2 separate regions of the Danio rerio genome follow, and region 2 is linked to region 1. The links are chromatin contacts, called in public Hi-C maps. All regions are on one chromosome and are shown on one strand. The core of a region is the stretch at or near the end of the contact, and the rest is flanking DNA. Distances in the headings are between cores, read along the strand shown. Region 1 holds the start of cnnm2a (cyclin and CBS domain divalent metal cation transport mediator 2a). Region 2 holds the start of nsmce4a (NSE4 homolog A, SMC5-SMC6 complex component).

Evidence for each region. Hi-C and Micro-C count contacts between places; a contact is called where the count stands out from the background.
Region 2: a contact with region 1 is called in a Hi-C map of hematopoietic stem cells, with 2.1 times the contacts expected there. The contact joins the promoter of nsmce4a here to the promoter of cnnm2a in region 1. A contact is called at or near these places in 2 of 18 Hi-C or Micro-C datasets (hematopoietic stem cells and an unstated tissue).

The regions. Positions count from the first base shown.
Region 1 is chr13:32,003,597-32,008,962 of GRCz12tu, forward strand. cnnm2a (cyclin and CBS domain divalent metal cation transport mediator 2a) reads left to right here and starts at 1,606. Exons shown (of 8, transcript NM_001144785.1): 1 at 1,606-3,136. The coding sequence starts at 1,687.
Region 2 is chr13:32,171,619-32,177,631 of GRCz12tu, forward strand. nsmce4a (NSE4 homolog A, SMC5-SMC6 complex component) reads left to right here and starts at 1,473. Exons shown (of 11, transcript NM_001020523.1): 1 at 1,473-1,504; 2 at 2,004-2,243; 3 at 2,345-2,425; 4 at 2,544-2,674; 5 at 4,543-4,685. The coding sequence starts at 2,027.

The sequences.
Region 1 (5,366 bases), core at 356-2,855:
TTCACACTCGCTGGATCACGGGAGACCTTGAATTGGAAAGAATGTTCTGTCCCTTCTTTAGTTCAACTTATCAGTACTCAAGGTCTAGAATAATGTAGTCTTGCAATCTGCCAAGCTTGTGTAACAGTGGATCTTGATTCAGAAATTACTATTGAGTTTTATTATTATTACAAAAGGAGTAATGCCTTATCTAATAGCTATTTTTCGTATCTTTGTTAAACTCAAATAATTATGCAATGTCCATAGCAGTGGCTCATAAAAACAATTAGTGCTTAAAATATGCTATTTTTGGTTGTACATTATGTTTGCATTTATGCGTGTTATTCATATGCATATGTGCGGGTATAATAAAGCAAAATAGAGCATGGTTGTTATAATTTAGTTCCCTTCAAATCTGCACATCTTGCACATTTTAGATTGGCCAGTTGACTGTGTCCATTACGTACAATTGGTATTGATTTTTTAAATAGCAGGATAACGAAGTAGTCAATTTGTGTTATGGGAAAGGTTTTGGCTCCCTCTGTAGGCAAAACAGCAGCCAAACACATTAATATATGCATAGAGAGAGAGCGCGAGAGAGAGAGAGAGAAAATAAATAGTCTAGGAGCACTGTTGAGACTACAATGAAGGACGCAAAAGAAGGCAATAGTTTGCGTTTGTGGTTTTCATTATTGCATTGTTTATATACATCCATTGGGGCGCAGGGGAGTTATCAGTGGAAATATTCGAGGTGCGAAAAGCATCACACATACACAAATAAATTATAAAACGAACTAAATGAACTAAATTGAATTATAAACCGCTTAATCCTATGTAATAATTAGCTATTTATAAAATAACAAATACAAAACAATTTAAGAATGCAGATTCAACTAAATGAAAGATTATCATACATAACAAATAAACAAAACAAACGAATATGAATAAGAAATTGCTTGTAAAAATAAATATATGTATTTGGACATTAATTAATATGAAACAATCTATTGTAACCTAACATGTTCTATTTTCCTAAAAATATCATTTCAAACTACGAGGGAATCGAGAAGTGGAAAGTGAATGAAAGTGAAAGAAGGCTTCACACGTGTTTGTTTATATGACAGAGACGCACGTGCGTTTATAAGCAATTAGAAAGCGAATAGTTTCACTCTTTGTCTTACTTTTTTTCTCATTTCCCCGTGCTTAACGTACCCTACTAAATCCGTCATTCAGTCTTTTTCTGTTTTCAGGCTTAACCCCAAAAATTCAATACGTTATTGCAATGCATTGGCCAGTAGTTTCAACAGTGACATACCGTTGGCCGCCAGTGACCACTCCCACCTTTTAGGTACCGCTGTTTTTATCAGCTGATTGGATTTAGGAACGCCCACTACCGCTTTCAGGCCCGATAGCACCGCCTCTCCTCCCACACTTCGCGCGATCTTATTGGATGCACCGGGGTTGAATTTACATATGCCATCGGATTGGTGAAAACGCACGTCCGTCATGAGACATCTGTACTCGCAGCAGTTCACATAGAGCGTGCTGGTGTGTGTCATCGTGGTGCAGAGAGGCAGCGATACGCGGTGAGTAATGCCGTCCTTGTTGCTCGATGTCAGGATGGTTCTAGAGAGGATGAAGGCGGACGCGGACTTCCTCTGACCGTGGCAGCTTACATTCATTGACTAAAGTCTGCCCACTGTCAACATGGCAGAGCAATGGACCGCAGTGCCCACTTCTAATATGGCGGCGCTAAACCGGGCTGGATCATTGACTGTTATATTCCTAATTGTCAGCAGTTGTCTGATCAAAAGCATTGATGGTAAAGACCCGTCAGAAGAGACTGTCATCATTGGCCTCCGCCTCGAAGACACCGACGAGGTGTCTTTTATGGACAGAGGCTTTTTGCGCGTCAGCGAGCGATCTCGTGTCAGATTAAGGGTCTATGGGCAAAACATCAACAACGAGACGTGGTCCAAACTCGCCTTCACGGAACACCGCAGCAACGCACCTGCGGAGAGCCTGAGCCCCGGAGACGCACCTGCCTCGCATCCCTGCGGCATCCGATCCTCCGATATCATCATCCTTCCCACCATGGAGGTAAACAGAAAGACTTCTGGGATTATCGAGCTCGAGGTGAAGCCTCTGCGCAAAACGGAAAAAAGTAAAACGTATTACCTGTGCACCGCCATCGGGACACCTGGCGCGCAGGACTCCTGGTCCGAACACACCTGGGTCTATCACGAAGGGCATGACACTAAAGTGATCGTGGTGGAGGAGAAAAAGTTCCTCCTGCCGTTCTGGCTGCAGGTGATTTTTATTGCCATGTTGTTGTGCTTGTCTGGGATGTTCAGCGGGCTGAATCTGGGTCTGATGGCGCTGGATCCCATGGAGCTCCGGATTGTGCAAAACTGCGGGACCGAGAAGGAGAAGCATTACGCGAAGGCGATCGAGCCTGTCCGAAGCCAAGGAAACTACCTGCTGTGCTCGTTGCTGCTGGGAAATGTCCTGGTCAACACTACTTTGACTATACTTCTCGATGACATCGCAGGGTCAGGGCTGATCGCTGTGGTGGTGTCCACTATAGGGATAGTGATATTTGGGGAGATCGTGCCTCAGGCCATCTGCTCCAGGCACGGACTCGCTGTAGGCGCGAATACAATATTCTTGACTAAATTTTTTATGATCCTCACTTTCCCAGCATCCTATCCGGTCAGCAAACTCCTGGACCACGTGCTGGGGCAGGAGATTGGAACTGTGTACAACAGGGAGAAGCTGCTGGAGATGCTGAGGGTGACCGATCCATATAATGACCTGGTCAAAGAGGAGCTCAACATCATCCAGGGCGCTCTGGAGCTCAGGACTAAAACCGTGGAGGATGTCATGACACCTCTGCGGGACTGCTTCATGATTTCTGGTGATGCCATACTGGACTTCGCCACCATGTCTGAGATCATGGAGAGTGGCTACACTCGGATACCTGTGTATGAGGGTGAGAGATGTCACATTGTGGACCTGCTGTTTGTCAAGGACTTGGCCTTTGTGGATCCAGATGACTGCACGCCTCTGAAAACCATCACCAAGTTCTACAGCCACCCTCTGCACTTTGTCTTCAACGATACAAAGCTGGATGCCATGCTGGAGGAGTTTAAAAAAGGTAAAGATGTGTACAACTGCACTGGCATTTTAAAGCTACACCTTTATTATTCAGGGGTCGCCACAGTGGATGAACCACTAACTTATCTTGCAAATATTTTAAGCAGCGGATGCCCTTCCAGCTGCAACCCATCACTGGGAAACACACATACAGTCTCATTCACACACATACACAATGGTCAATTTAATTTATTCAATTCACTTATAGCGCATTTCTATGGACTGTGGGGGAAACCGGAGCACCCGGAGGAAACCCATGCGAACGCGGGGAGAACATGCAAACTCCACACAGAAATGCCAACTGACCCAGCAGTGGCTTGAACCAGCAACCTTCTTTCTGTGAGGCGACAGCACTACCTACTGCACCACCGCGTCTCCAAATATATTCTTGTTACAAAAAGTATTTTGAGAATTTTTCACGAAAAAGGTTGTAGTTTTTTTATGTGGTTACTATGAAAACACTCTTGTAACTTTTAAAAAAACTTTTTATATAGTCGTATAGTCTTATTGTTTTTTAAAGGTGTGTCTTTAATTACTCACTGAATTACTTGCATGAACTAATTATGAACAATATTTGTGAAGCATCTATTAAACATGATCAAAACCCAAATTCATAATTGTTAACATTGATTAATGCAGTGGTTCCGAAACTTTTCAGCCCGCGACCCCTAAAATAATAATGCCATATATTTATAAATATGCAAACATTGCTCATCCAACATTAGGCCTATATAAACATGAGCTTATTGACAACACAAAAAATTGCAACTGTCTAACAACCATATAATTTTATAGTCATTTATTAATTTGTTTAATTTAATATTAACCATAAATAATAATATAAACTAATAATATTTACTAAAGAGACTTGTAGAAACAGTGTTTTCACCACAAGTCTATTCTTGGTTTATTTTTGTAGACCACCAAAACCTGGTAATAATAAATAACCTGGTGTTATAAAATCAATCTGCTGCAGCTGACGCTATTGCTGTGTTGTTAATCTAATGTAAACACACCGATCCTATAAAATAATTAAAATGCTTTTCATTTGCATGTTGTTGTTTTTACTTTTAAAAACAACTATTTTTCAATTTCCGTTGGTTATGGATAAAATATGTTAATTCTAAAAGTTTAATAAAATTTAGTTGACTTTTGGAAATCACCAAGCATTGTCATTGTCCCGCAACGGGAATCACTGTAAATGTTCATGACCTAGCAATGAGCAACTTTATTTTCATTAATGTAATAAATGTATTGTTCATTTTGTTATTGTTAGTAAATAAATTAATTAATATAACCTCATTGTATAGTGTTACCATTTAATTAAACCATGGATTTAATTAATGAGTTAGTTTAACAATGGTAACCATAAATCCTGCATTTTTCTATAATGACCATAATTTAATCATGGTATTAATGTTGAAACCTTTTAAGCACAAATTGTTATCAAGGCAAAAAAAAAAAAAAAAAAAAACGCACTTGTATAACAATAAAACCATGGTTTCACAGAAAAAAGTATCAACAACCTTTTTTCACTTTATATAGCAATGGTCTCAAACTCAATTCCTGGAGGGCCACAGCTATGCATAGTTTACCTCCAACCACCTGCAACTCACATCTGCTTAATAGTCTAGTAGTAATGAACACCTTGATTAGTTGGATCAGCTGTGTTTGATTAGGGTTTGAGCAAAACTGCAGAGCTGCGGCCCTCCAGGAATTGAGTTTGAGACCTATGCTGTATAGTTTTTGTTTTGTGTTTATGTAGTGTTTGTTTTGTTTCAACTCACTTTTTGCCATGAAGATACATCACAGCATGGCAGAAGTAAAATTTTAAAAAACATCAAAAACCATTATATGCTCAGCATTTTATAATATATTATAGTGTTCTGTGGCTTGGCGAGGCAGTGGCGCAGTAGGTAGTGCTGTCGCCTCACAGCAAGATGGTAAGATGGCGGTTCATTCCGCTGTGGCGACCCCGGATTAATAAAGATACTAAGCCGACAAGAAAATGAATGAATGAATGAATGAATAGTCTGAGGCTTTGTAAAGTTTTTAAAAGTGTTTTAAAGTAGCTAAGTACGAACAAGTAAGCATCATTGTTGCTTTTATGTAAAGATGCTGCCTGTTGATGATATGATCGGTTCTTTCTGTGGTGTGCGATTCAATGAATACATTTTAAGAGGAACTCAAACCTGTCTTCAACATAGATCTGTGGAGCAGAGTTCACACAT
Region 2 (6,013 bases), core at 223-2,722, 170 kb after region 1:
TTCCGGAATCCACTGGATGTGTTTCAACACCCAGTCAGCTGCCTATACAGACAAGCGCACTGCTCTGCAATGATCACGACAATGAGAGCCTGAAATCGTGCCTAGGTAGGTGACTTACTACGTTTTGAAACAGACCCTGTGTATTGTTTTTATTTTTTTCTCTTTTAAGGGAGGAGTTTAAGTCACACAGCTCTACAAATGGATCAGGCATATCTGTATTATATTATATTATATTATATTATATTATATTATATTATATTATATTATATTATATTATATTATATAAAATATATTAATTATCTAGTACTATATATAATTATATTTTGTTAAATGATATTATATTAATTATATTTTATTATAATATATTATATTATGTTATATTATATTATATTATAATAATTACATTATATTAATTATCTTGTTCTATATTTAATTATGTTATATGAAATTATATTATATTAATTATATTATGTTAAATATATTATATTAATTATATTAAATTATATTTTATGAATTATATTATATTATATTATATTATATTAATTACATTATATTAAATAAATATTACATATAAAAAGGACACTAGGACATTATGCTATCTGAATTACCTGAATATATATTCAACTATCTGAAAAATACAAACTTAAAGAAATTTCACTCTGTTAAAAAATATATTCTAAAAAGGTATTATTAAAATTGTCAAACTTGTTAATAAAAAGGAAATATTACAATTATATCTCTTAAATGTAAACGTAACATACAGAGGAAACAACATCTTAATAATCACAAAAATATAACATTAATTAAAAGCAATTACAAAATAGAGAAAAAAAATCATATCGACAATGGTTTAACAATGGTGTTTAAAAAAAAGTTGTTGTAATGTATCAAACATTTTGTGCTTTTCTTGTTTTTAGTAGCCTACGTTTTTGAGATGAAACAGGATTCGCAAGAAAAAACAAAACAAATCAATAAAAAATTGCATTCAAAATAAATATTACTCCAAAAAAGCAACACTCCGAGATGCTTAGTCATGACGTCAGTTTGTAGTCTCAGGATTCGCCATGCATTATTTTCGAGATCTATTTGATGATTTTGGTATATCTCCGGTGTATGCGGTAATTGATGTCTTTAGTTAACAATACATGAAACGACTTTTAGGTTTTGTTCAACGGCATAGATTATATAGTGTGCTCTCTTAAGGCAAATTGCTTACGTGATGCTTAATAAGGACTACAACTACCACAAGGCTGTGAGTTGACTTGACTCACAGTAAAATGTGTAGGTTGTGAATAAAGCTTATATAGTATTAAATATAGTAGTCAAAGTATAAGAACAGCACAGCGAAATATTAAAATAGAATTGTATAGAATAAAAAATAGAACACGACAGCTACGAGCTTCGTCACTGAATGCGTCGGAAATGACGTAAAGTACACTTCCTCCTGCTCCCGCGAAAATTTCACCGTTGATGTAAATGCCGAACCTTAATGTTTTTAAAGTTTGTAAGTGTTTACAGTACACTCTCCTTTTCTAGTTTTGTACATTAGTGTTTATTGATTCTTGTCTTGGTTTTAATTTACGATGTCTGCTCGTATATTTCGGTCGACTGTATTAACGTTAATCATGATAATTATTGGGAAGTACGTTTAAAAGTAATGTGTAATTCTTATAAACGTATGCATTAATTCTTATAAACATATGCTTTAATTATTTGTAAACACTGAAATGTGTTCGTTTAGCAGTGAAATACTGTTAAATCATCATGTGATTAGCAGAAAATGTACCACAGTAGTTCAATTGATGTTATATTTTACAAAATAATGCTGCACAATACGCGTATTATATCATATCATATTTTATTATATCATATTATGTGTTATTATATTATGTTGAATACCAGCGTGAACCTTCATTTTATCTGATAGACAAAAGCCAATTTAGAAATAAAAAGGTAAAATGTCCGTTTTATTCATGTTCTGACACAAGTGTCTTTGTGAACAGAAAACCAACCAGAATCACTGAAGATGTCTGATTCAAGGAGAAGGTCCCGGGGGAATCAAGAGGAACCAGGAGGGTCAACCAATGGAGTGGGTGGACAGAACCGGCCTGAGAGATCGGGCGATGTGGGTGATGAAGATGATATTGGTGGCGGACCCTCTGGTATTAGTCAGGAAGATGATGATCCTTCACGCAGAAGAGAGATCAGGAGCAAATACAGGGACCTGATTAATGAAGTTCAGCGTGAGTGTTGATACTCTTCAAGTGGGTTTCAGTTATGCAGTTGTGATGTTTAATGTACAAGTAGATTTTTGAGATTGCTTCTTTTACTTGTTTGTTGACAGAAAATCGCGAGGACATGTTGAATCCTGCTAACAATAAACTCACTGATGTTTTGGAAGAGGCCAACAAACTTTTTGCCAATGGTATCAATTCTACAGCATGTTCACTGCATTAGCTTGATGAATATTTTGGTAGAACTCTGTGTGTAAACATTTCAGTCATTCAGTCTTCATGATATTTTCCTGCTGTGTCTGCTTTTAGTGAGACAAGCTCGTGAAGCAGCTCTAGACGCTCAACTCTTGGTACTAGCCACTGATCTAGGGAAGGAGAAGGCCAGCCAGCTACATGCTGAAGGCTCTTCATTTGACCCATCTGCATTTGCAGAACATTTGGTAAGCTATGGCATGACTTGACATGTTTGGAAAACATGTAAACCAAACACAACTAGGACATCATGCACATGTGAAAAGATTAGATTGCTTAAAGGGTATGTAACAAGCTCACTTTGCTCATAAGTCTTACATTTTTTAAACACTTTTAAAACAAAGTTACAGCTATCAGATTCTCTCCAGGAGAGACTGAGCCATAGGCAGATTTACTGAGTCATCATTAGTGTTTGGGCGTGGACTACATTCTCCCGTAGGACTGTAAATAAAATGGGGGTAATCATAAAACTTTCTAATTGTAACCCTTTGAGGTAGTCTGATCAGTCTAGGTTGGCCGCAAAGTTGTATACGATCACACCAGTGTGGTCAGAGCATTTAAAATTGTTAACTGTGGAAGACAGAAATAATAATAACTTTACATATACTCTTACAATGAGTCATTCACAACAGATACACAATGTTTTGGTAACTAAAACAAAGATGGCCTTTTTAAAAATTCTCAGATTTTTTTTACATATACATTTAAATAGACTTTTTTTCACCCTTTAAAAAATGTGTGCTGTTGAAGGATATTAACCTATCAGCTTTTTAAGTGTGACGTCACGGCTTCCGGGTCCAAGCGCTCTATTCAACTGTATGGGGAGACTCATGAAATGGTAATTTTATGTAATACTAATTTAATGTAATACTTTCAAAAATCATGATCGCAATAAACATGTCCATGCCTAATATCCGATAGCCAGAAAGTGATTCCTTTTTTTTTATAAGTTGTTAAAATTTTGGTATTTGTTTTGCAGCAAGCCCAGAGATTGTTGTGTACACTATGACTTTATATAAAATTAACTTTAATGTGTGATGTGAATAAAAAGTGATCATAAACGAATAGTTTCTCAACTCAAATGAGTGGCGGCTTGGACCCGGAAACAGTATTACATATGCCACCCACACGTCACCACATAACAAGCGGATATAATTAGCTTAAGCATATCAGAATTATGTAATTACTGTTGTGCTTGTGGGCCCAAGTCATGTTTCATTTCATAGAGCACAACAATTCTTTGATTTCTGCTTTACTCAGTGCCATGTTGTTTGTTTGTTTCTATGGAAAATATGGGGGAACTACATGAGCCCAGAGGAGAGTGTTGCATTTGTTAGAGTGAAAAACGAGTGCTTTATTCAAACAAATCAATGTAAACTACTATAATCGATAAAAGTGATTTATCGCCCAGCCCCACTAAAACTCTTACCTTGTTTTTTCTCCATGTTAAACAACCATTTGCTTTCCTGTTGTTTAGGAGAAGTTGATAAATTGACATGTTGTAAATCTTGCAACTCTAATCTTTTCTCCAGTGAATGAGGCTGTGGTGTGTCATGCAAAATCATACGTTTCACAATAGAAATATAAAAAATACGTGTTCTAAATAACTCTTGAAGGGCTCTTTTTTTGGGAGAAGAGACCATAATTAAATATCTACATAATAGAGAGGGGTCAAGATGCAGACCTGGTGCAGTGCAATCTGAGCTGCATCATGCACACACATTAAATGGGTTCGTTAGGCCCTGCACACTGGATTATTTTGGATGCTAAGTAGGTTCTGTCATTAAATATATAAGAAAAAAAACTTTGTTAGATTATAATTGTTTGGCCTTAAGAATGTCAGACTTAACACACAGCAAATCAGGTCTTTATGTACCTTTTTCATTTTTTTTGTAATGGACCAGAAAAAATGAGAGAACCAGATTGTAAATGCACACTTTCTGTAAGAGGACAGGATAGATCTTATATTTGTCTGCTAAGATAAAACCAAATGCAGATTCACTTTGATGTGATTTGTTTTCTGGGTTGATTTTGTTTTTTGTATTGTTCCGTCTAGTTGTCCTTTATGGATCTGAATCGTTTGGAGGATGAAAGTGGTACGGATGGAAACTTGGGGGGTTATTTACCAGGAGGAGCCTGGCTTAAGCTTGCAAAGAGAGCTGAGAACTGCTTTAGAACAGCCCCGGCTTTCCACTACATGTGAGTAATATTGTAGTAAATTAAGTCAAATTAAAGACTGTTTCAAGTATTCAGACCCCCTTAAATAGCAGCCATTTGCAGGCATAATGCTAAAAGCATTTAAGTTCATTTTCCCTCACTGATGTACGGACAGCACCCCATATTGATATAAAAACAAAGAATTGTTGACATTTTTGCAGATTTATTAAAAAAGAAAAACTAAAATATCACATGGTCCCAAGTATTCAGGCCCTTTGCTAAGTATTTATTAGAAGCTCCCTTTTGATTTAACCCAGCCATTAGGGGTGTAACGATATAAAAACTGAACCAAAATATCGCGATACACCAACCACGATAGTATCGCGAAACTCTTGTGGCGTACCGTGGTACTCTCACGCCCCCTGCTGCCCATTGTTGAGGTTGCCGTCACTTATCTCTAACTAATTAAACCAATTTAACCAATTTTTCTTTATTATCACATTTGATGAAATTGTATTAATAATCGTGAGCTTTTGTTCTGAATATTATATTCTAAAGTTAGTATTGTCCAAGTGCATGTCATGTCATGTGACTTGAGTGAGCGATCACACTTGGTTACTACTGTACGCAGGATGGCTGCTTCACATAGTAATGAGATTGCAGATCCCCCAGACACAATTATGTCACCTGTGTGGGAAAATTTTGGTTTTCCAGTGGAGTACTGGAATGGAATTTGTGTCGTAGACAAAGCGCACACCTATCTGCCTTAACTGTTTCACAAAACTTACTTATAAGGAAGCGCATTTAAAAAGTGTGGTAATTTCACAATGTGAGGGTGTAAGCAAAAGACTGGCAGCAGAGCCAACAAAAGTGATTTAATGTACAAAAGTGAAACCAGAATAATGCCCAAATATATACAAAATCAGAGAAATATTTACACTTATAAAAATAATATAATAAAGTAGCAAATTCAAAGTATCAAACAAACATGAGTTAAACTCGAGTTAGGGACTATAGTGAAGCCAAACAAAAGACATAAATGTAAAAAAACAATTTTAACTCACGAATAACCCCTAATATCGCTAAAACTGATGAAAAGAAAAAAAGGTCTTCAGCGCAGTGCGCCGCATTCTTCCTTATTCTGAACTGTAGAATAAAATAAATACAAAGATGACCTTCACCTCTTACCTGATGTCTTAACAATACATTTTCTACGTGTTTGAAAAATGGAAATCGTATGACATCTTCCCTATCCACCTTATTCTGAGAAAAGAGTGAACTTGAGGAGGTATAGCTCAATATTGACAGGAGGGAGCCGAGCCAAAAAATAACATAAAAATCAATTGAAATAAAAATGTACAAACCTCACA